2 separate regions of the Sus scrofa genome follow, and region 2 is linked to region 1. Evidence: chromatin contacts called from public Hi-C data. All regions are on one chromosome and are shown on one strand. Each heading gives the region's core, a stretch centred on a gene start, on an enhancer-like site or on the middle of the called end of the contact. The rest is flanking DNA. Distances are from core to core; before and after follow the strand shown.

Region 1 (6,677 bases), core at 1,596-4,095:
GTGTGAGGATGACCTGAGGAGGGGCACCAAGGATGGTGAGTTGGGCTGGGAGCTTGAAGACTTCCTGGAGGAAGAGATACCAGAGCTGGGTCTCCAAAGGTGCTGGTGGGAACATGTCCAGGCAAGCCTGACCTGCAGCCAGCCTAGGCCTGAGGGGGACAGAAGCACACCAAATGAAGAGTTCATGGGATATTTGAAGGCTCTGAAGAAGCCTAGTTCAGAGGTTAGGAGATGGAGCTGCCTCCTCCCCTTGAGTACCACCTTTCGGAGTCCCCTGTATCCCATCTGCTTCAATGCAGGGACAGGTGTGTGAGACGGTAACGAGTCTTTCCAGGCCCAGCCACTGGAAGGGGTGCTGCCCTTCACCTCACAGGATGAACCAAGCCCCTCACCCTGCTTCTCAGAGGGGCTAACAGTTAAGAAACTACCCTTCTATATCCAAAGTCTCTCCTGGCAGACAGTGGTATGGGGCTTTGCCCCCTCCTTCATAGGGGTGAAGAGTATCAGTGGAAAAGCCATTTAGCCCCCACCTACCAGGCCTCCTAGCAGGTGGTTGTTTACCCTGTAGCCCACTTCCTCTGCTATGGGAAAAACCTCCTAGGGTTAAGACCACCTGTCCTTTTTTCATCACTTTTTGAAAACAGTGAGATAACATTAATGGATTTCTTTTGAAAAGAAACAAAATTATCCAGTTCCCCATTAACAAAGCCCTTCCCAATTATAAAAAGCTATTTAATTAACCAAATGAGGCAATGAATGGGAAAAGGTGCTTAGCACACTGCTTCTGTGATGACTATTTATTAAATGAATGAAGGATTCCTAGTAAACTGACCTTTCCAAAATGGCTCTGGACTTTTTTGCTTATGAAACCTCTATTAGAAAACCTCTATTTTTCTTAGATCGGTGTTCCACACTTACCTGAAATTTTTTTCATGGGGTGGTGGGGAGAGAGAGAGAAGAAAGACACCCTAAGTCTGTCTCCTACTGTCTCAGATGTCCTCAACCCAGTCAGCCTGGAAGGAGTATTTAAAATGGTCCCGATGGATTAATTCCCTGATTTTCAATCCTGAGTGACAGAAAGACACATCCATATAGATCACCCCAACTCTTTTCTTCCCATCTCAGTAAAGGGTGATTTCAAGAGGATATCATGTACTCTCAGCCCTGGAAGCACATCACCTAATTGCCATGATGTGCTGTATTTAAGACTCCCAACAAGTGACTGGAACTTGGAGGATAAAAAGGACGGGCTGGTCTTCAGGCCTTGAAAGCCCAGGTGGCTAAGCGACTATTTTGCAGCAGTCTTTATCTCCTAATCTGAGCCCTCTAATTTATTTTTTTTTAATCCATAAATTCGTCTCCAGAGATGGTTTTCCCATCTGGAAAGTGGGAGTGGGATGCAAGGTTTGAATTCTGGTGCTTTACAGTCTTAAGTCTTGGTTTGCCCAAAAGGCCCACCGGTCAGCCTTTTTTTTTTTTTTTTTTTAATTTTAATGGGGGGGGGGAGTGGCAGTGGCCCGACTACTCCTGTAAGTGTCTTCGGTCACGCGCAAGTCTGCCCCTAGGCGAGGCCTGCCAGTCTGATCTGGTTAGGCTCTGGCCCGCCCCGGGACGGGAGGGAGCATCTGATGTAAGCTGGGTTCTCTCTTCCATCAGAATCCTGTGTCCCAGATTGATGAACCTTTAAATAAATAAAGGTCGAATCCGTCCGAACCTCTTCCCACCGTCAGCAACCTCTGTCACTCTTTGAGCACCGCCGTCGGGCCTGATTTCTTGGGGCCCAGTGTGCATGACGAAATAGGGGATGGCGATTGCACTCCGGGGCTTTTCTGGAGACCTAGCTCCTCGGTCCTGACGCAACTCTCCAGGTCTTTTACACAAAGCGTTTGGTAGAGAGGGGCGCTAGGACCCGGCGGATGCCTGAGGCCTCTAAGCTGCAGCTGGCTGGGGAGGCACTGCTGCACCGCAGTCGGTCGGTAGGGCCGGCGGGTGGGTCAGTGTGTCCGTCTGATGTAGGTCCCAGTTCGCAGCTCCCGGACCAAGCGCCAGGAACTGGGGCCTATCAATATTCCTTCAACCACATTCCCCAAACCCTGTCTTTGAAGGCAGCTGGAGGGTGGGCGCTGACGCGGTTAGGAAACTAGGCTCACATCGGGGGCATGGACACCGCCCCCCCTCATTAATCCATCCTCTGGGTCTGTAGAGTAACGGGCAAGTAGGCAAGTGCGGCCGCCCAGAAAGGGAGCAGAGTGCTCTGAGCTGCTGTTTTGGGGCCCCACCCCCATATCCTGACCCCTGGTAAGGAAGGTTAGTGTGGGGTACTTGCGCGAGAGTGGGCTGGGTTAACGTCTGCTCCCCCGGGCATCCAGCCCTGCTCCTAGTTGTACCCATAGCTCGCAGGCTCCCACAAGCTGAGGGCAACCGTTTTCCTTGCCTGTTGCCCTCTCAAGTTCCCCTGCCTCTTCCCCCGCGCGGCCGCGGCCTAACCCCTCCCCCAGCAATACGACCCTATAATAAACAAGTCTTTCCTTGATCCTCCCCTGCCGCGAGCGCCCTCGGGGACCTTGGCAGCTGCAGCCGCCGCCGCCGCCGCCGCCGCCGCCGCCGCGGATCCCTTCCAGAAAGGGGGCGTGGCCGTGGCTCGGGGGTTCCGCCGAGAGCTTTCTGGGGCTCAACGGAGGCGGGGCCAGGCGGCTGTCACCGGGCAGGAGAGAACGTTGCGAACGTGCGCCCGGAGTCCATTGGCCGAGATGGGCCACACTCCCGGGTCTGGATTGGGCCGTGGCGCGGAAGGGGTGTGGCCTCCCCGCGCTAGTCCTTATAGGTCCCTCGGCGCTGGTGCTAGGGACCGAGGCAGGCCGAGGGGGAGGTGAGGCTGAGGAGAAGGGACAGGTCTGGGCAGAGCTCGGGGGTTGGCACCAGTTCGCGCACCCATTCAAGCGGTCAAGCGGCTGTACGCACTCGTCAGAGCAGTTCTCGCTAACTGCTCTAGCTGGTGAGTGTCCCTTCTGTGTGTGCGCGGATCGATGAGCAGGGAGGCCTCAGCCGCGGGGGTCGTAGCGCTCTGAGTCTGGTCCACCCCTCAGACTGACGCCGGGCCCGTGTCGCTCTTGTCTTACAGCGTCTTCTGCGCTCCAGCACCGGTGAGCTCATCTGCAAACGTCCTGGCGTCCGTCCTCACCATGCCTAACCTTTGGGATCGCTTCTCGTCGTCCTCCTCCTCTTCGTCTTCGTCCTTGTCCCGAACTCCCACCCCAAATCAGCCTCCGCGTTCAGCCTGGGGGTCAGCGGCCCGGGAAGAAGGGCTCGGTCGCTGCGCGAGCCTGGAGAGCTCGGACTGCGAGTCCTTGGACAGCAGCAACAGTGGCTTTGGGCCGGAGGAAGGTAAGCCGCCGCGGGCGAGGGCCGGACGCGACTCGAGGGGCGGGGAAGGTGAGAAAGGACCTCGCTGAAAAGAGTCAAAGCCACCTTGGCTTCGTAGGCCACCAGAATCCAGATCGCAGAGCGGGGACAGGCCAGAGGAGGGGGTTGAAGCATAGGGTATGATGAGTGTGCGGCAGAAACTGAGGCACGGAGGGGCAAGAGGAGTGCTGCTTTCTTAGCGAAACAGCACCTCCTCCTTTTGGAACTGCTCTTACCTTCCTTCCCTATGTGCTTTCCCTTCCAGACTCTGCATACCTGGATGGGGTGTCCCTGCCTGACTTCGAGCTGCTCAGCGACCCTGAGGATGAGCACCTGTGTGCCAGCCTGATGCAGCTGCTGCAGGAGAGCCTGGCCCAGGCGCGGCTGGGCTCGCGGCGCCCCGCGCGCCTGCTGATGCCCGGCCAGCTGGTGAGCCAGGTGGGCAAAGAACTGCTGCGCCTGGCCTATAGTGAGCCGTGCGGCCTGCGGGGGGCGCTGCTGGACGTCTGCGTAGAGCAGGGCAAGAGCTGCCACAGCGTGGGCCAGCTGGCCCTCGACCCCAGCCTTGTGCCCACCTTCCAGCTGACCCTCGTGCTGCGCCTGGACTCACGCCTCTGGCCTAAGATCCAGGGGCTGTTTAGCTCCGCCAACTCTCCCTTCGTCCCCGGCTTCAGCCAGTCCCTGACGCTGAGCACTGGCTTCCGAGTCATCAAGAAGAAGCTGTACAGCTCCGAGCAGCTGCTCATTGAAGAATGTTGAACTTGGGCCTGGGGGCCGACACTGCCCCCATGGCAGAGACAGTTGAACTTTTGGGGTGGACGTTGGCAGGCAGGAGCTGAGGGCCTGTTGCCTGTCGTTAGAAAACTGACAACAGCCACCTGAGGGGAGGAAGGCTGAGCTGGGGGGAACCTACTGTTTCCCTAGAAAGCTCAATGGGGCATGTATGGGTGGCTCCCAGTTGGGGGCACACCCCGCCCCTCTGTACTGTAGCATGAAACAAAGGCTTAGGGGCCAACCAGGCTTCTGGCTGGATGTGTTATGTAGCATGTACCTTATTATTTTTATTGTTACTGACAGTAAGACAGTTAAGTCAACAGTGGTGTGACAGAGCCAGGAGAGCAGCTGGGCTGCACTGGCCTCTGCAAGGGGGGATGTGTGCTCGCTGCAGCCAGCCCTGGTGGGAGGGGGGAGGTCATGGAGGTGGTTTGTGTATCTTATGGTCCGAAGGGGCCAAATGTCTGTTCTTTGTTTTTTGTATCTTTTGTTTGTTTGTTTGTTTGTTTTGATCAGAGCTTCACTACTGACCTGTTCCAGGCAGCTATCTTACAGACGCATGAATGTAAGAGTAGGAAGGGGTGGGTGTTAGGATCACTTGGGGATCTTTGACACTTGAAGAAAAAAATACACCTGGAAGCTGCGTTTGGCCCATCCCCAGATGTGGACTGAAGGGTCACCCTGTAAGGGGATGGGGCTGATTGGGCTGGGGGCTGGAACCCCTCCCCCAGAGGAGTACCATCTGGGTCTTCCATCTAGAACTGTTTACATGAAGATACTCGCTGTTCATGAATACACTTGATGTTCAAGTATTAAGACCTATGCAATATTTTGTACTTTTCTAATAAAAAAGAAAATGTTTGTTAAAAGAGTTGTCTGCTCTCAGTGCCAAGAAATAAAAGGGAGGGTCAAGGGTGCTGGCACAGGTGGGTTTCTTCAGACGCTGATCCACCTGTGTGTTTCTCTGTACCTTTCGGGGGCTGCCTGCCAGCCTGGTAATGGAGATGTGTAGACTGAGTGCCATCTGTGTCAAGAACCCTGGCTCCCTTGGTTCTGCTGGCTGAGGCGGCCCAGGGAAAGAGCCGGAAAGCCCTGGAAGGTGACGAGTGAGTCAGACCTCCCACTGAGCCAGAATCTCAGGGTAGGGGGAGCTCACCTGGCTGCTCTGGGTTAGAAGGCCCAGGTACAAAGGACCGCTGAGTCCAAGGTCCTTCTAGGTACTTGAAAGACTGCAAGAGACTTTTTTTTCTTTGTGAAAAAAGGCACAGTCCTATTTGTTCTACACTCATGAAATGTACAAATTGTATCTCTGGATGTGAAAAGACTAGGGAGCAGGAGCACTAGGTAATGGAGTTTGACAAAGACTCAGTTCAAGCCTCTGACTTGACAAAGAACCCAAGGCTCAGAGAGGGGGCATGACCTGCCTCTGCGAGGAGGTGTGGCCTCTCAAGCTGGAGCAGAACACAAACATGGGCTTAGAGAGCCAGGGGACTGCGGGCCTGTCTCATGAATGTTCTCTGGGACCTGGACTCACTGCGCTCTCTGGGCCCCAATTTCCTTATCAGTGAAATTGGGGTTGGGCCAGATGAAGGCCAAGGCCCTTCCCACGCCTCCCTGCCTGGGTCTGTTGGCTAGTCCTCCCACATCGGCCTCTGGAGAGGTGTTATCGCCCTTGTTTCTCTTCCTGGTCCCAGACGGGCCTTGTTTGTCCAGCTGTAAAACAGTACTTCTTCCCCGTGAGCGTGCAGTCAAATGTCTCCGAGCCCCGGTTAAACGCAGATGCCCCCCTGCCCTGGTGGAGATTCTGACTACCTGCATCGGGGGCAGGGCCCCAGGAATCTGCATTTTCATTTAGGATCCTGAGGCAGGGTCCCAAACTTTGGGATGGTTTAGAAGACACTGTGCTTTGGTGAAACCGAATGACTTGTTCCCCCCAGTGAATGAACCTGGATTAGGACTAGATTGGAAAATAATGGTAACAAGTAAGAAGGTGCCCAGAACAATTCTGAGAGCCCTCACTTCTCCGTGCACCGTCCTAATAGCCACCCTGTGAGGGGTGGTGGGGCAGGGGTTTGTAAGGTTTTATAGATTAGTAAACAGAGGCCCAACCCTTGAATGACCATCTTCTGACCGTGGCTGATGGTGTCTACCCTCGGGCTCTCAGGGTGAGGCTGGGAGTGGAGTAGCCTCAGCCCTTGGGTTGAGTCTGGGGGCACTTTGTGGGGCATTGAGATCAGGGCCAGTGTCCATGGCTGTGCTTCCTTGGCCTCCAAAGAGGAATACAACCATGGCTAGCTCCAGACTGGAGAGTCTCCTTGGTATCTGGAGTTAAGGGCTGGATGGGGCAGTAAGCACTATGCCCTCTCCTAGACCAGTAGGCAGCCAGCCCCCTTGGCTCCTCTTAGATGGTCAGACTAAGGCCAGAGGAAAGCTTGGGATCCCAAGAAAGCTCAGGGAATCTGCCTTTTTCTGAGGCCAGCCTGGCTTTCCTCACCCTCAGA
Region 2 (6,677 bases), core at 1,841-4,340, 72 kb after region 1:
TGATACATTAAATGACATCTGGAATGATCTCAAACTTCAAACATCAAGTGTAGACAACTACCTGGTATTTTTTAACCTACGTTTCCTCATCTCAAGCTCAAATTACACCCCCATGTTCTTGCCAGCTCAGAGCAGGGCTATAGACGGCATATGGTAAAGTTCACAGAGAAGCATGAGGCATACGGTCTTTCCAGAATAACACAACTATGACAAACGTGCAGCAGGTCACTCTTCTGCCTGAACAAATTCAAGTGCTTATGCCCCAGGAAGGACACTCATCCAAGCACCTGAATCGGGCCAGGAGGCCTACTGACAGAAAAGCTCCACAGACCATGTCATTACCATCCTTTTTTGGCTGCCTTGTTTCTGAACCCCCAGAGGTATCAGAGTCAGACAGAACTCTGAGAACTGGACCCCCAAACTTAAATGGAGGGCTCCCTGCTTACATTGTGTGATTTCGTAGAAAAGCTCCTCGAGCAGGTTACCTCAGGAGTCCCAGAAAATATACTGAAACTTTCTCTAAGACAAATAGGTCAAAGATCATCCTGCAGAGTCAGGAGAGAGGAAAATTCAGGCATTTCAGGCTGCCTCTCTTCTGCCAGCATTCCCTTTTCTCAATTTCATAATGTAGGCAGAGAAGGTGAGAAGGCTGACTTCTGCTTTTCAGTTTCATTTCATTCCTTTATTAAACATGTATAGAGTCAGGGAACTTTCCAGCTTCTAACTGTGTAAACTTGGGCAAGTCCCTGGCCTCTGAGGTGTTTCCTCACCTCTAAAACAAAGATAATGATCTTTGCTCTGCCTCCCTGATAGGACAGGCTGAAGAGAGAAAATGAATTCAGAAGAGCTCTCTAATCTGAAAAACCCTATGGTTAAGATTGTTATTCACATTATCTGAGCCAATCCTCTAATATTCCGGATGAGGAAACCCAAGCTCAGAAAGATCACATGGTGGCAGTCAGAACAAGAACCCAGGTCTTCTGACTCTGAGTACCTGCTATAGGCCAGTTTACTAAGTGGTAACTGCAGGCCCAAACCCTGTATCTTTAATGGACTCTTTTTTCTCTCCAGCATGTATGAAGAAAAACTCCAATTAAGACTTAGGTTAAAGAAAAACGGGGAGGGGGGGTTTCTGGGTAAAGTGAGAAGATGAGTAGTACAGACAACCTCACTATTCCCTCTCTAGTTTGGAAACCTCAGTCCAGGGCCACTTAACAGCCCAGAAACCTCAGTGGGCACATGACTGGCCACTGATGGACTCTTGGGGACAAGGGTGGGAGAGGGTGGCTGAGGACAGTGCTCCAAATCTTGCAGGTGGGAGAAGAGGCTCTAGGAGGGAGTGAGGGGCCCAGTGTTGAAACCATGTACCAGACCCTAAATCTTTGTGTTCTGAAGTAAAAGCCCTTTCCTTTAGCCTCACCTCAGTCTCCAAAGGCTGATTCAATGCGTAATGATTAGGAAATATTGTTACAGCCAAAAACTAGTTAAAACAGTCCATTACGTGATGTTCTGCTGTGGCCCACTAACGTATTACTAATATTTACTTTCTAGTTAGAGTTATATTGCATCTAGTGTTTTCTTTTGTAATTGAAACACTCCCTAACACCCCTTCCCAGTAAGCAATCTTCATTCCATAGGGAAGGGCAAGGAACGATAACTCTGAGGACAACTAGAAATCATCACCGGACCCACTGACACCAGCCTTGACAACTCTGAAATGACCTATGGATGAAGACTAATATGGACACCTTAATCAATAACCCTGACTTCTGGGCTAAAGCCATAAAATCCCTTGCCATCCCCTCTCAGGTCAGGAGATAGTTCTGAGGCATTAGGCTGCTGTGTCCTCCTTTGCCTGGCAAAGCAATAAAGCTGTTCTTTCTCTTCCTCAAAACTCTGTCTCCTGTCTCCAAGACTTAACTGGTGCAGGTGTACAGAGGCCGCATTTTCAGCCACAGTCACAGGGCAGACTGTGTGGAATGGGAAGAAGGTAGGCTCTCGTTTGGGGAGGGTGATCCCTGGCCCTCCCCGGGTGAGAAAATATGGAGACGCTTTTTCAGGCCGATCGAAGGTCGGAAGTCCTCTTTCCCTCTCTAGAACCTATTCTCTCCGTCAGAGGAGTTGTTTATTTTCCTAAACTATAATATTTCCCAAACCGGCAACTGGCTCCCAGCCACCGAATGGCCCCTTGGGAAAAGTAGTTCAATTTCGCTTCCAGGTAAGTTCCTTTCGTCCCACCTGCCAGCGCCTCTCATTCTTGGGAACTCCAAATCTCAGAGGGGTCCGCAAGCCCCAGGAAAGCTGACGTCGCTGTGGCCCCTCTCATTAGGTGTCCAGCATCCCAGAGAAGTGGGAGAGCCGAACACTACACCTCCCAGCGGCCACCGCGCGTCTCAGTACGCAGGCGTAGCCGCGCCTCGCCACCCCTCCCCCTCCTCCAACTGATCCCGTCGGTCCGTTCCCATATTCCCCCCATCAGTTCTAATGTCCCCTCTGTGTCTCCGGCACCTCACACTCACCGCGAACTCGCGGGGTCGGGTACAGCCGCTGCGCCTTCTCCAGGAAGCGGAGCGCCCTGTCATGCTGGTTGCTCTGGATGGCCTTGAGGGCGATGCTAATACAGCGCTCGGCTTCATCCTTGTTAGATTCCATGGCGGAACCAGAGCGCGGAACCAGGGAGGGGGAGGCCGGGGAGCGAAAGGCTGAGCCAGCTGCTGGCGCGTCTCGGGGCAGGCTGTCGCAGGATGGTGACGTAACCCTCTGCCCCCTCCTTTTCCGAGATTAGTGCGAGATTTTGAGCGAAGGAGGAAGTGCTACCGTATGTCTTCTAAGAGGGGGACGTGTAGCAGAAGCGCTAAGTGTGCACAACCACATTCCTGGAGCCCAAAGGAGTCGTATTCAGAGGTCTTCAAGTATTGTATTTTTGCATGTTCTTGGTAGTAACTCTGTGTATTTGAGATGAAGGTGGCTTATTTATTTATTCATTCAGCGGATATTTATTGAATACCCGCTATTTGCCATGCTAAGTACAAGGCAGCGGTGAAAAAACAAAGCCCTTGCCCTCAGGGAGCTTACCTTCCAGTGTGTGTAGCCGGGTGGGGAGACATCCAATAAAGAGATAGAGTCCAAGCGTGATAAATGCTATGAAGAAAAAAAAAGACAATATAAAGAAATAAAGAGATTGAGAGTGGAAGGTGCAAAATAGCCTGATCAGATAAATCTTCTCCCAGAAGCGGTTATTTTAATAGAAATCTGAATTCAAGAAAGAGAGAATAGGTATTCCAGGTGTTAAGTCACCTGGAAGAAAGGTGGTCCAGGCAGAAGGAAAAGCAAATGCACCACAGCTCACGGCAACGCTGGATCCTTAACCCACTGAGCGAGGCCAGGGATTGATGGAACCCGAATTCTCATGGATAGTAGTTGGGATTATTACCACTGAGCCACAATGGGAACTCCTAAGAATCCATTTTGGCTTAAGCCAATTTGTGATCTAAGCCTGGCTGCAATGCTGGCCCTTGAACAGGTCTCAGTCATTAAAGATCTTAAGGGAGGGAATGAAGAAACTGGGGAGGATTAGTCAAGGAAAAAATGGTGCAGCCTTGGGGTAGGGTCCTGGTTTTGAAACCCTGTATAAGATCTTGAGTCCTTGGAGTTCCCGTTGTGGCTCAGTGGTTAACGAATCCAACTAGGAACCATGAGGTTGCGGGTTTGATCCCTGGCCTTGCTCCGTGGGTTAAGGATCTGGCGTTGCCTTGAGCTGTGATGTGTGTCGCAGACGCAGCTTGGATCCTGCATTGCTGTGGCTGTGGTGTAGGCCAGCAGCTACAGCTCCGATTCGACCCCTAGCCTGGGAACCTCCATATGCCATGGGAGTGGCCCAAGAAATGGCAAAAAGAAAAAAAAAAAAAAAAAATCTTAAGTCCTTGTGTTTTGAAGGAAAAGACTTTTCCTTTAGCCTTGGTCTTAAAAGGCTAACACAAGAGTTAATGATTAAGGGAGTTCCCATCATGGCTCAGTGGTTAAAGAACCCAGCTAGTATCCATGAGGACATGGGTTCAACCCCTGACCCCGTTCAGTGGGTTAAAAATCTGGCGTTGCTGTGAGCTGTGGTCGCAGACATGGCTCGGATCGCACGTTGTTGTGGCTGTGGTGTAGGCCTACAGCACCTATTCGATCCCTAGCCTGGGAACCTCCACATGCTGTGGGTATGGCCCTAAAATGACAAAAGAGAAAAAAAAGAGTCAATGATTAGGAAATATTATTATAGATAAAAACTAGTTAAAATAGTCTTCATGATGTCATGCCCTGCCTTGGCCCACACACTTACTCTTAACTAGCTTTTCACAAAGGATCTAGTCCTTGCTTAATTGCTTTCTTTTACTAACGGTTACTTTTTAGTTAGAGTTATATTGCATTTAGTGTTCTTTTTTGTAATTGGAACACCCCCCACCACCCCTTCCCTGTAAGCAATCTTCATTCCAGAGGGAAGGGCAAGGAACCATCATAACCCCAAAGACAGCAAGAAAGCCACCACCAGACTGACACCCGCCTTGACCACTCTAAAATGATCCATAGAGGGAGAAGACTGGGGAGTTCCTGTCGTGGCGCAGTGGTTAACGAATCCGACTAGGAACCATGAGGTTGCGGGTTCGGTCCCTGCCCTTGCTCAGTGGGTTAAGGATCCGGCGTTGCCGTGAGCTGTGGTGTAGGTTGCAGACAAGGCTCAGATCCCGCGTTGCTGTGGCTCTGGCGCAGGCCGGCGGCTACAGCTCCGATTAGACCCCTAGCCTGGGAACCTCCATATGCTGCGGGAGTGGCCCAAAGAAATAGCAAAAAGACAAAAAAAAAAAAAAAAAAAAAGAGGGAGAAGACTGTAGATACCTTAATCTTTCGGGCTAAACCTATAAGATCCTTTCTATCCCCTCTCAAGGGAGGACACAGTTTTGAGGTGTTAGCCTGCTGTGGCCTCCTTTGCCTGGCAGAACAATAAAGCTGTTCATTCTGCTTCACCCAAAACTCTGTCTCTGAGACTTAATTGATGCTGGTGTACAGAGGCCACCTTTCTGCTAGTTCCTCAAGAAGGAAGGATTTATTACTTGTTAAGGAGAAAACCGGGGACCTTTTCCAAAGCAATGTCTCCCCAAAACACAAAATTGGGGAAGTTTTAAGCTAAGGGTACATGTATATTCATGACAAGGCTTGAGCAGAGAATTCAGCATAAAATTGGGGCAAAGGTCAACTGAATCCAAGCTTTAGTTCACTGAACTCAGGAGAGTCAATACCATCATTCCATCCTCCATCTGGGTGGGGGCCTTAATTCCTAAAGAACTCAAAGATATATTAATTTATATATCCCTTAAGGAACTGTAGCTGAATCCTTAACCCACTGAGTGAGGCCAGGGATCAAACCCTCATGCTCACAGGCACTATGTCAGCTGCTTAACCCACTGAGCCACAGTGGGAATTCCAAACCCATTGTCTTTTAATTAAAATCACACACCTGGTCTTAGGACTTACTGAAATTCTTGTTTTATGTCTCAGCACAGAAGGAGTTCAGCGAGAGTCAAAGTGAGAGGTAAGAAGTAGATTTAAAAAAAAAATTATTATAGTTGATTCACAGTGTTTGGTCAACTTCTGCTGTACAGCAAAGTGACCCAGGTATGGATATATTCTTTTTCTCATCATCTTCTATCATGTTCCATCATAAGTGATTAGATATAGTTTCCCTGTGCTATACAGCAGGAAGTCATTGCTTATCCACTCCAAATACAATAGTTTGCATCTGCTAACCCCAAACTCCCAGTCCATCCCTCTCCCTCCCCCTCCCCTCAGCAACCACAAGTGTGTTCTCTATGTCCATGAGTTTGTTTCTTTTCTACAGATAGATCCATTTGTGCCATATATTAGATTCCACATGTAAGTGATATCATATTGTATTTGTCTTTCTCTTTCTTATAGTATAAGAAGTAGACTTATTGAGAGAGATAGTGTGGGCCATCTCAGAAGGTGAGAGATGCCGAAATATGGGAATTGGTGTTTTTAGGCTGGGTAACTTCATAGGCTAATGAGTGGGAGGATTATTTCAACAATTTTGGGGAAGGGGCAGAACTCCCAGGAATTGGGTCATTGTGCACTCTGGGGCTTTTATGGTCAGCCTCAGAACCGTCATGGCACCTGTGAATGTGTCATTTAGCTAATGTATTACAATGAGCATATAATGAGGCTCAAGGTCCACCAGAAGTAGAACTTCCTGCCATCTTGGACCTAGTTGGTTATAACCACTTTTCACTTATCCGCAATGGCTGTGTCACTCTTTGAGGGTTGCGCTCTGCTCTCTTCCCTCCTGTTTCATTGTGACTCCAAGCTGGCCTGTGGAGAATATCCTGGAGGTGAAGAGTCAGCCCCTCCCTAGTAAGACAGCCCTATGCTTAGAGAAAATTGAGGTCTCCACAAATTGATGGGTCCTTCGTCTCTGTTATAGGATTCACATTGGGATACATTTCGCATAGCCTCTCTGAGGTTTGTTGATCTGGGGCTACTAGATAGTCCCCTCTCCTGCTAAGTGTCGCTTCCATTTCCTGAGTGTCACAAGGCCCCTCTTCTCCAGCTGACCTCAGGTGCTTCACTTTGTAAGGAGGGTGCTCAAGTGTAAAAGAAGGCCTGTAATTTGTTGTGTT

The links. A called contact is a pair of places that touch in the nucleus more often than the background predicts.
Region 2: a Hi-C map of liver shows a contact between it and region 1, with 2.7 times the contacts expected there. The contact joins the promoter of DNAJB12 here to the promoter of DDIT4 in region 1. A contact is called at or near these places in 4 of 5 promoter capture datasets (fetal liver, fetal skeletal muscle and liver), 21 of 47 Hi-C or Micro-C datasets (adipocytes, alveolar macrophages, blood and 11 more) and 2 of 2 datasets of contacts at active chromatin or transcription factors (alveolar macrophages and skeletal muscle).

The regions. Positions count from the first base shown.
Region 1 is chr14:75,114,863-75,121,539 of Sscrofa11.1, forward strand. It overlaps DDIT4 (DNA-damage-inducible transcript 4), which reads left to right and starts at 2,846. Exons shown (of 3, transcript NM_001243452.1): 1 at 2,846-2,995; 2 at 3,122-3,384; 3 at 3,668-5,045. The coding sequence starts at 3,183. The coding sequence ends at 4,161.
Region 2 is chr14:75,187,019-75,193,695 of Sscrofa11.1, forward strand. It overlaps DNAJB12 (dnaJ homolog subfamily B member 12), which reads right to left and starts at 3,091. Exons shown (of 9, transcript XM_013983329.1): 1 at 3,076-3,091; 2 at 2,520-2,945. The coding sequence starts at 2,652.